2 separate regions of the Sus scrofa genome follow, and region 1 is linked to region 2. The links are chromatin contacts, called in public promoter capture Hi-C maps. All regions are on one chromosome and are shown on one strand. The core of a region is the stretch at or near the end of the contact, and the rest is flanking DNA. Distances in the headings are between cores, read along the strand shown.

Region 1 (5,523 bases), core at 573-3,072, 550 kb before region 2:
ATCTGAATGCCCAGTAATGGCAGTTGATCAGAAGATGAGGTCGAGGGAGTGCCTGTTGTGGTTGAGTGGCTCATGAACCCAACTAATATCCATGAGGATGCAGGTTTGATTCCTGGCCTTGCTCAGTAGGTTAAGGATTCAGTGTTGCCATGAGATGTACATCGCGGACACAACTTGGATCCCATGTTGCCGTGGCTGTGGTGTAGGCTGGCAGCTGTAGCTCCAATTCGACCCCAGCCCAGGAACTTCCATATGCGACGGGTGCAGCCCTAAAAAGAGAAAAGAAAAGAAAATGAGGTCTAGGATGGGCCATGAAGCTTTGCTGCTTTAGTTCAGGCTGCTCTTTCCACCTGGTGTCCTTCCTTCCTCATTCTCTACCTGGGAAACCTCCAGCCACCCATCTTTCAAGACCCACCTCAATTATGATCTCTCAGAAGGTGTTCTTTCCCCATCTCTCAGAGCATGATAAATTCCAGAGTCCGTGCTTCGTGAGCACTTTGAACATTCTGAACTTTACAGCTGTCTTCCTCCCCCCTGTACTCAGTGTCCTGCTAGAGGACAAGAACCCAGTCTTAGTCATCTCCGCATCCTCAGGGCCTGCCTTGGGGCTGCTCAGTAAAGATTTGATAGATGGAGATGAATGAATGGTGAGGACAGAGAGAAGCCAGATGTTTTAAATCCACCTAGGGTCAAGCACAGGGCCTAACATAAAGAAATGTTCAATGAATACTTTAGGGATGGAATCCGAGAATCAAGGCCTGATGGGAAATCATTACACTTACAAAACTTTTCCCTGTTGCAATTTCTTTCTTTATAAAACAGAAATAAGGACAGTGTAACCATCTGAAAATCTTTCACTGTAGGTATTGGATTAATCTTCCATAACCACACCCACACCCATCAATGAGGTCTTTGAATTTCTAGAAAGAAACAATGAAACAAATAATGTCCCTGTGCCTTGACCAAAATGTCACCAGGCCAAAAGTTAAATAGGTCAGTGGACTACTGTTAACATATCCTACCACAAGCAAATAAATAATTGTGTATTCTGCTCATGAAAGGGCTATGAAAAGTTTAATTTCACCTTTACCAAAGAAAAATGGAATTGAGTTATTTTCCCTCAGGAACAAGAGAAATGAGAATGCCTTTATGTCTTTTCCACTTATTGCCTATTTATACACCTAGATATTTCTACAGGATTTCAGAGATTCTAGCTCTAATTTTTACAATAAAAAAATTTATCGTTTTATCCTGACCACGTTTCCAGTAAGACCTTCAAAGGCCTTGTTATATAAGATTGACTTTAACCAATTCCTTTCCCCAAAGAGAGAAATTCGATATTTTAGTTTTTTAAAAGGGAGATAACGCTGGTACACGCTACTGTTCCTGCCCAAGAGCTGGCCTAAGTGGGTGGGTTCTTTACTTCTTTACCTGCAGGGTATAATTACTTACGTGGAGTGAAATAAGGAGCCGTCCTTTTCTAAGTAGCCTTCATAGTGGACCAGCATCAAATCCCCCCCTTTGGTCTTGCGATGGCAGATGAATGGCTTCTGGAGCACTTCAATCTTCACTTCTGGTTCAGGGATCAGAGCCCCGCTCGAAGAAGTGACTAACAGCGTCAGGACCGCGTTCCACAAGAAAAGCCTCATGTTGCCAGAGCAGGAAAGAAGTTCCTAGAAAAACAGAGAAAGGGCCCCCGACCTCATAGAGTTAAAAATGTAGTTGAAAGCTTAGGACAACAGCCTCTGGCAAGTTCATAACTCTCCCTCCCAGTAGACGTGGCACATTCACTACGGACAACTTTCCCGTGCAACTTCGAACTGGTTTCTAAAGAGTTAAACCCAAGCCCGGGCCTGACTGGCTCCAACCACGCGGACGCCTGGGCAGGGCGGCCTCTTATTGGCTAGTGGAGCTGTCTCTCGGGCGACTCTCGAACCAATGACTCTACAACCATGTAATTTACCACCCGGTAGCCCAGGGGAGAACCACCCGGAGTGGTCCCGGAGCCCGACAGACTACAGAATTCCTCTACCTGGCACTTTAAGAAAGGGGTGGGGCGCGGAGCTCACCGGAAACTTCTCAGGCAAAGTCACGGCTGCGGAGAACCTGGCTTCAGTGAGAAGTCGTGGACCCAGGTGAAACAGCAGAGGTTTAAGGAAAGACTCCTTTGCTCTCATAGTTGGTGCGGTCCCCCTCCCCCATAGTAATTGCTTATTATTTAATTTACGGTGCAATCGATAAAGACTTTAGCAGTGCTTTTGGTTTCACAAAGTGCATTCCTGTGTTTGACGCTCACTACCCTGCGGGTAAGGCAGATTCTTTTATTCCATTTAAAAGATGAGCATATATAGGCTAGGAGAGGTTGTGTCCTGCTTAAGGTTGTTGAGCGTCAAAAGCCGTTGAGCTCCGCCGTCAAACCAGGTATTGTGATGTATTGTGCATCACTGCATTATGTTACGGCTGCTAATAATTTATCATCTAAATGACCTTAGTGTAGAGAGTCAATAATAGCCTCTATCAAGAATAAGTGCAGACCATAGTTCCCGTTGTTGCTCAGCTAACTCGACATTATATCTGAGAGGATGCGGGTTGGGTCCCTGGCCACGCTCAGTAGGTTAAGGATCCAGCACTGCCACAAGCTGTGACATGGGTTGCAGATGCAGCTGGGATCTGGCGTTTCTGTGGCTGTGGCCAGGGAGCTTCCATATGCTGCAGGTGCGGCTCTAAAAAGAAAAACAAAACTCGAGAGAGAGTGCAGATCTCGGCCTTAAAGAAATAGTAATCACATTTACGAGTTACACAAGCTCAACTTAGTTTAAAATTTTTAGTTTTACATTGTTCTCATAATTTCAAAAGCAATACGTGTACATTGTAGTCGAGTTGGAAGAAACTGGAAAGCACTAGAATTCCCAGTTAAAAAACAGGAGCCACATTAAATTTGAATTCCAGATAAACGAGTTGATTGTTCTTTGTTTTTATTTGCTAAATCTGGCAGACTTTCACTAAAGAAAAAGAAAGAAAAAAGATTTCCTATGATACCACCATCCAGATATAATCCTCTGAACACCTTGTTGTATGCTTTTGTGACACATGCCTAAAACAATTAGGATCCTATTGTACACTGTTTCATAACCTGCTTTTCCACTGAGTCTACAGTTAACATTTTCCCTAGTCAAATATCCTTAGCACAGTGCTTTCTCACACTTTAATACGCATAGGAATCCCCTGGGAGTTCCTGGACCCATTCAAGAGTTCAATTCAGCAGTTTCTGGGCTTGGAGCGATATCCTGCAATTCCGGCAATCTCCTAGGTGAGGTCAATGCTGCAGTCGGTGGACCACACTTTCTGTAGCGGGGCCTTAGAGTTTAGAAAACGTCTGCTAACACTGCCACACACAACATTCATTCACCTCCTTCTGCCCTAATGGGCACCTCAATAGCCTTGAAGTGTGTGAGATCAATTAGCTTTGAAAAAAAGAATTAGACCTTGAGGACTAGAATCCAGGGAGCAGCCTAAGGGGTCCCGGTGATCCCAAACGTTAAGAGGTAGGTAGGATCCATCTACAGCACATTAACTTGGGACTTGCCCCAGTGGCCTCCCTCCTCTGTTCTCACCCTTTCCATAGTCCCTAGCCTGCGGGACTCCTTTTCCCCGCCGGCCTCTGCGGCTACGTCAGCGCGGCCGCCGCGGTTGCCGCTAAAGCCCGGAGTGGATTTTGGGAACGTGCGCGCAGGCGATGCACGGGGCATGCGCGAGCGGGCTCCGGGCCGGGTGGGTAGAGGCTTCAGGTGGCGCGCGGTGGCGCCGCCCGCGACCCGCCGCCCCGCTTGCGGCCCTGTGGTGGCCGCAGCCGCCCCTCGGCCTCACCCAGTGCTTTGGCCTCCTTGTGGACAGCGCGCCGGCCCCGCGGTGCGGGGCCACGGGTCGGCCGCGCCTTCACGTGTCCAGGCCGCCGCAGTGACCCCGCCCCCGGGCCCAGGATGTGAGGCCCGCGGGGCGTCCCCGCACCGGGCCCGGACGCCGGGAGTGGCCGGCTCGGCAACGCCGAGCGATGGCCCTGCTGCCGGTGCTCCTCGCCTCCTGGGGCCTGAGGCAGTGAGGGGGCCGGCGGGCGAGGGCTGAGGGGGCCGCGGGCGCCATGGAGGGGGTGCTGTACAAGTGGACCAACTATCTGAGCGGTGAGTGGGGGGCGCGCCAGATCCTTTGTCTGAGCCGGAGGAGGGCGGTGTCGCGACGCGCCTCCTGGGTCGGGGTCCCGGTCCCCAGCATTTCCCGCAGCAGTTTTGTCTCCCGTGCTTACAGACAGAGCCCCGCGTTGGGGCTGGGTGACAGCGCTAACGGCCCTTCGCAGTGAACGCTGCGAAGTCCTGAGATTTGGGGTGACTTGAAAGGCACGACGCCCTCACTGTCAGCGGGAGGGAGGCGCTGATTCCCGCAGTGGGGTCCTCTAGGAGTCTCTGGAATTCTGGCGGAGGAGCTGGTCTCGGAAGGTTTCCCATGAAGGTTTCCCATGAGTGCCGGCAGTAACCCGGCATTCCAGAGGGAAAGGTTCTTTTTCAAACCGAGTCCCCAGTGCCAAGTTTCCCTTGTCACCTGGAGAGTCATCTGCGTATCTGCGTCTGCGTGCAGAACAAGGTATCAGAGTTGTGTCTCAGCAGCTTCAAAGCTCCAGGTTTGGGGTTTTCTCACTGATGATGTTTTTGTTTTGTTTTGTTTTACAGACTCAGAAAGCACCATAGAAAGAATGCAAATATTAGCAAGTCTTTTCTGCCCTGCTGAGCAGAGTGGCTTAAAAATAGTACCCCGCCCCCTTTCCAGTTTGTGGAAGTACTTTCTTCCGATCTTGAGAAGGTCATAACTATTCTTCAGCTGTGACTATGATTCAGAAGGAGCATTTTCATAAATGAGTGTATAAATAAAAGCCTTCTGTGTGCTGGAAACTGTGCGAGGCACTTTTTTGAAATTAAACTTTTTATTATGGAAGAGGAGGTAGGCACTTAAGATTTTAATAGCAGTATATTTGAAATGAGAAATATTCCCAGTATCTCTTAGGGAGGTGGAGATATAATTTTCTCATCCTAGGGAAGCTAGGACAGTTTTTTAAGGTTGTAGTGTGATTCTCTGGGGTGTTTTAAGGACATTTGTGTCTGGGAGGATTAGTTGGCATAGTGACTTTGATGAGGTTACACAGCACAGCTAAAAATGCACCTGTTGGGTGTACCCAGAATCTCTTCCCTGTGCATAATGTGGTTAGAAGTGGAGTCCTGTTCATTTTTCTTGTGATCATAAGTAGAAATTGAGAGAGGAAAGGTGTTTTAGAGGACTTAGCCCTTGCTGCAAGGACCTTCATTAGATATCAAGTGATTGTATTAGGTGTGGATACCTCATGGTTGGGCTACAGTGAATGTCAGAGACTAGTTTTCTGCTAACCTAAATGGAAGATGCTTAATCAAGTATTTTGCTTTCGAGGTGTCTTTAAGCTCTGAGATGTTATGACCTTATATCCTCGAGTGAAATTTAGTT
Region 2 (5,472 bases), core at 481-2,980:
GGGAACAAAACTCATCCATAAAAAATAATGAAAATTTGCCACTTGCAGCAATATGCATGCCACTTGTAGCAACAGGGTACTGTGGTAAGTGAAATAAGTCGACAATGACAGATACTGTATGATATCACTTATATGTGGAATCCCCAAAAATAAAGCAAACTAGTGAATATAACAAAAAAAGAAACAGACTCACAAATATAAAGAACAAACCCGAGGTTACCAAGGGGAGAGGGAAGAGGGAGGGGAATTAAGAGGTACCAACTATTACATACAGAATAAGCTACAGGGATATACTGTACAACACAGGGAATATAGCTGGTATTTTATAACTATAAATGGAGCATAACCTCCAAAAATGGTGACTATCTTGAATACCGGTAACATATAATATTGTATATCAGCTATACTTCAATACTTTTAAAAACAATTACCTTTAAAGGCAAATAAAAATTATGATTAACAAATATCAAATCTTGAAATTAAAGTTTAAAAAATGCAAATTGTTTAATATTGCAGAAGATCCCTCTGTACCTGCTCTGCTTATGCTAAATTGTGCGTACTTCTCCAGAACCATAAACTGGAACAGGAGGAGAATACGGACTTTCACAATTCTAGGAAAGGCGGCTTCCTTCTGCTGAGCCTGACTACTCCTGTACACTCCTGGGGAAGAACAGTTGGTCACGGGTAAGGTGTGTATGCTTGGTCTGAGGAGATACTGTCTGAAAGTGGCTGCACCAACCCACAATCCTTTAAGCCACGTGGGAGAGTCCCAGAGCATCACCTGGCATTTCCCCTCATTTTCATTTTAGGCATTCTGGTGGGTGTGTGCATTGCTATTTCTGCAGTTCACACAGACTTATTTTTCTATTCCCTCTGTGGAAAGCGAATTCAGTTTTTTCAGTCAACCTGCCCTTGGAGCAGGAGGGAGGGAGGAAGCCATCTCTGGAGCGTCCATCAGCTGGGGCATAACTAGAAGAGGCAGGTCCGCCGAGGCAAGGCCAGGGAGAGGGAACCCCAGGCACCTGGATGCTCATCTCCACTCCCCTGCACATTATCGTTTGCCACCCTTTTCTCATCTCTTTGTCTCTTGCCCGCCCTCATCTCTTCTGATTCAAATCCTATTCGCCCTGCAAAGGCTGGTCAGCAACATCTCCAAAAAGCCCGTCATTCTTCCTTTCCCTTTCCCCAGGTTTTGTCTTGACATTGGCAAGGCGTGGATGGGTGAAGGTGGGCGAATCGTTAACTTCTCTTGCTTCCTTTCCTGAGGATCACCCGAGCTTCGAGCAACACTCAGTCTAAGTCCTTATCTGATTTCATCGTTTAATGACCCTTTAAGAACCAAGGGGCGGGGAGTGGGCAGCGGCTTGGGTCGCTGCAGTTATGGTTTGGGTTTCATCCCTAGCCCGGAACAACTTCCACACGCCGAGGCTGCAACAAAATAACAACAAACCCCACAAAAAACCAGGGGGCAAAAGAACAGAAACTAAGTGGGTCCTCCCGCGGGTCGGCCCGAGTGTCAGTGCCCGTACACAAGCCTTTGCTCCGAAGCTCCTCACGAGTTTCAGTCTGCAAGTTTCAGAGGGAGCTGCGTCCCTAAATACCACCAACACACTGTGCAAATCTCTTCGCCGAGGGTATACCTGGAACCCGGTCTCCCGCCACAGCGCCCGAGGTGGAACAAGCGCTCTCGGGGCTCTGAAGGATTCTGGGTTCTTCCGGGTTTTGTGTCGAATCAGCCGGTGGCGACCCAGCGCCGCGTCGCGGGGTGAGGAATGTGCGGCTGCGCGCGCGCCGCGGCGTTTACTTGGCGATTTCATCATGCTCCGGGCCGGGCCGCGCGCACCGCTTCCGCCGCCGCCCCCTCCAGACCTCCCAGGGCTGCCGGCTCATGCCCTCTCTGCGCCCGGCGCTGCTAAGAGCCGCCCGCGCCGCGCTGCTGCTGTCGCCACCGCCCCGGCTCCCAGCCCAGCCGCCGCTCCTGCCCTGCCGGCACATCAGCAAGCCCGCCCGCGCCCCGATCTCGTCCCCCGCCGCCTCCGCCGCCGCCTCCCGGAGCAGCATGGACGGCGTCGGGACTGAGGAGGTGCTGGCACCTCTCAGGCTAGCGGTGCGCCAGCAGGTACCGGCATTCTGCACCTTTCCTAAGCCCGCGCTCTCCTCCCTTTAGTGCCCTCCTGCTCATCCTCTCTCTCTCCCCCGGGCACCAGTCCACATCGCGGATTAGATTCCACCTCTCCTTCGTTCTCTGGAAGCCCTTGGTTTCCTGGCATCTTCCTCGCCTACCCTACTTTGGACCCGGGTCCCCGCGTGCGTCGGCCACCTTCCCTTCCGTGGACCCTTGTCCTTCTCTCTCCTTGGTGTCTCCATCGGATCCCTTCGACTTCCTGCGTTCCTCCTCTCACAATCTGTTCTCCTTTTCTCTTCCTTGTTCCTGCCGGTCTTTCTTCCCTCTCCGGTGAGACTGGGATCTGTGATCCCCTTGGTTCTTCTCCTGCCCTGGCTCAATAAGCTCCACTTCACTTTTCCAGTCCCTCCTATGTTTGTGCTCCCTGGATGGCGAGATGCCTAGTTCTTGCCTGGTCAATTACCAGCCGGAGCTGCGGGTGCTCTCCTTACGGCCTGACTTTCTTTTTTAATCTTCAGGATGCTTTGGATAGTGTTTTCTTCTTGGTGTCTTCCTTCATTCAGTGCTTAGTTAGTCTTGTGGTCCGCTGAAGACATAAAAATAGTTGAAACGTGGATGTGAGGAGGTGTTGAACTTTTTTCTTTTCTAATAATGTTAAGTTCATCATTCTTCGCTCCTCTCATCTTTTCTGAGTCCCGAAAGGGTCATTTGGAGTGGGTGAGCTTTCAGATCGTAAACGTGGGAAGCTGTAAATGTTCTTGAGTTACTCGGTGAAGTCAGCCATCCATCGTATGGAACATTTTGAAATTTGGAGGAAGGGAGGAAGGTTTCATAGGCTGGAGGGCTTGTGATTAATGCAGGCCTCCTTTTCCTAGGGCACTGCATGGATATCAGAATTTAGAGAAGACAGAGAAAGGTTATTTCAAAGGGATTCTCATATCCATTCAGGTAGAACCAAAAGCTCAGATTAGGACCCTGAGGATCCGATGACTAGTAGCAAACGCCAAACGGGTTTCTCCTGCACGGGTGCCTGATGCAATAACTTGCCTTAGCTACGGAGGGAGGAACCTTCTCCGAAATAATTCATTGGGGCAGAGCTGCCGCAAATTCGGCGAATTCTGCCACTTTATCTACTTCTCTCAAGTTTGAGCCTGACTGATTCAATAGAGTTTTATTTTGAGATTTCACTAGGGGCTTAATTTTTTCTTTATTCTTCGTTATCAGAGCGCTATGAGTGCTTATTCTCTGTCTCCATCCACCCACCCTCCCCAAATAAAATTAGGTGTGGTTCCTTTGTCTTTTCTGTAACTCTCAACCTTTTTCTCCCCCATATCCCTCACTTTAGATGGGAGAATACATCTAATTTGGAAAAACACGTACTCAAACCCCTCCCTCTGCCACGTTAGCCTGGAACTGCAGTGCAAGTTACCCATCTATAGTAAGATTGTGGAACTAGTTAACTGAAGTAAACTTTGATGATGGAACAACTTTCCAATGCTATTACTGTCTTGCCTATTGTTTCTGTTGGCTTGATTGTTAGTTTTTTTGTACTTAAGGTATTTTCTGAATATGTGAGTTAGTGGGTTTTTTTTTTTTTTTTCCTAATTTTCCAGGACCACACATATATCAGTTAATAGAATTTTGAATGACACTGATTTCAGGGTCAGCTGGAAGGGAGTTTAGAGATCATCTAGTTACCCCCCCCCCCTTTTGGCTTATGGGTTCGTGAGCTGCACTGTCATCTCTACCCATTTTGCATAATTCCACTGTGAAGTCTGTAAAGTGGAAAACATCCTTGGAGTGGGATTTTTAAGGTGGTTAACAACTGGTCTTGTTAGTGGCATGTGTTTCATATAAATATATATTTAATGTAAATTTGCCAATCTGCTCTGCTGCTGTTTTTTCAAGATTTGATTTGTTGATTGACTGAAGTGTATTTTCCCATGGCATATTCTTAGTTATTTCCTGGAGAATTTGGTTATGCGGTTTGTTAGGAGGGCCTTACAGCATCTAGAAAACTGTTAGTTGTTTGATGAAGGGCACACTAGGGGGCAACTGAGTTAAAAAAAAAAAAAAAGCAGTTGGGGGGAGTTCCCTTCCTGGTGCATTGGAAATGAATCCTACTAGCATCCATGAGGATGCAGGTTCAATCCCTGGCCTCACTCATTGGGTTAAGGATCTGGCGTTGCGGTAAGCTGTGGTATAGGTTGAAGATATGACTTGGATCCCGAATTGCTGTAGCTGTGGTGTAGGCCAGCAGCTGGTAGCTCTGATTCAGCCCCTAGCTTGGGAACTTCCATATGCTGCGAGTGTGGCCCTAGAAAAAAAGGGGAATTAGCTTAGGGCGGCCAGACTTTATTTTGCCAAATAAGGGTGTTTAGAAAATTGCAATCAACAAACTACTATCTGATTTCTCCTTTCATTTCATACCAAAAAAAGGCAGACCATAACTCAGACTAAAGAACAGTCTTTTATATTTAGTACGTTTAACTTTGCAAAAAGGTCTAATATATTGTCTTCGCTCACCCCCCCATGCCCCCAGTTTAGCACATATTGATGAAAACTTTGCCCTGGAGTTTCTTGTTTGAAACCTATTGCTCTAGGGCAATGGTGCTAAAAGTATGGTCTGCAAACCCTTGGAGGTCTTCAAGGTTAAAACCGTTTGCACAATAAAATGAAAATATTATATGCATTTTTCACTGTGTTGACATTTGCACTGATGGTGCAAAGCTTGGTGAATAAAACTGCTAGCCCTTCAAGTAAGGGACACTAAACCAAACTGGGTCATATTCTCTGCCACACTCTCTCAGTTAAAAAAAAAAAAAAAAAAAGTCAGTTTTGCCTTAAAGTGTCTGTAACAAAGCAGTAAAAATGATTAATTTTATTACATTCAGACCTCTGTGGGCAATCTTTTTAATATTCTGTGTGACTGCATGGGAAGTATGGCTGAAGGATGCCCAAATGTGATGATTGTCTCAGGAAAAGCACTTATTTTTTTAATTGTTATTTCCCCAATACAATTATTTTTTCTACTGTACAGCATAGTGACCCAGTTACATATACATGTATACATTCTTTTTTCTCCCATTATAAGAAAAGCACTTATGATTGTTTGAGTTGCAAGCCAAACTCACTTTTTTTCATGGACCCTTCTAAAATGTCTGACAAACAGTTGTTATTCAGTCTTGGGTATTGGGCATTCATTCATTATCTGGAAAATAAGTGAAGAAAGACTTACTTCAGGAAACAACTGATAGTATTTGCGGCCAATAATAAAATTCAATTTGGGGAAATTTTAGAATTTTGGAAAATTTGTATCTATCGCTGTGAATTTGACAGCTTCCCAG

The links. Promoter capture Hi-C pulls out the DNA fragments that hold promoters and counts their contacts.
Region 1: a contact with region 2 is called in a promoter capture Hi-C map of liver, with 8 times the contacts expected there. The contact joins the promoter of FKBP14 here to the promoter of GARS in region 2. A contact is called at or near these places in 3 of 5 promoter capture datasets (fetal liver, fetal skeletal muscle and liver), 3 of 47 Hi-C or Micro-C datasets (heart right ventricle and liver) and 1 of 2 datasets of contacts at active chromatin or transcription factors (alveolar macrophages).

The regions. Positions count from the first base shown.
Region 1 is chr18:42,899,399-42,904,921 of Sscrofa11.1, reverse strand. FKBP14 (FK506 binding protein 14) reads right to left here and starts at 1,822. Exons shown (of 4, transcript NM_001244527.1): 1 at 1,453-1,822. The coding sequence starts at 1,649. PLEKHA8 (pleckstrin homology domain-containing family A member 8) reads left to right here and starts at 3,719. Exons shown (of 14, transcript XM_005673281.2): 1 at 3,719-4,178. The coding sequence starts at 4,139.
Region 2 is chr18:42,348,459-42,353,930 of Sscrofa11.1, reverse strand. It overlaps GARS (glycine--tRNA ligase), which reads left to right and starts at 1,730. Exons shown (of 17, transcript XM_003134806.6): 1 at 1,730-2,119. The coding sequence starts at 1,889.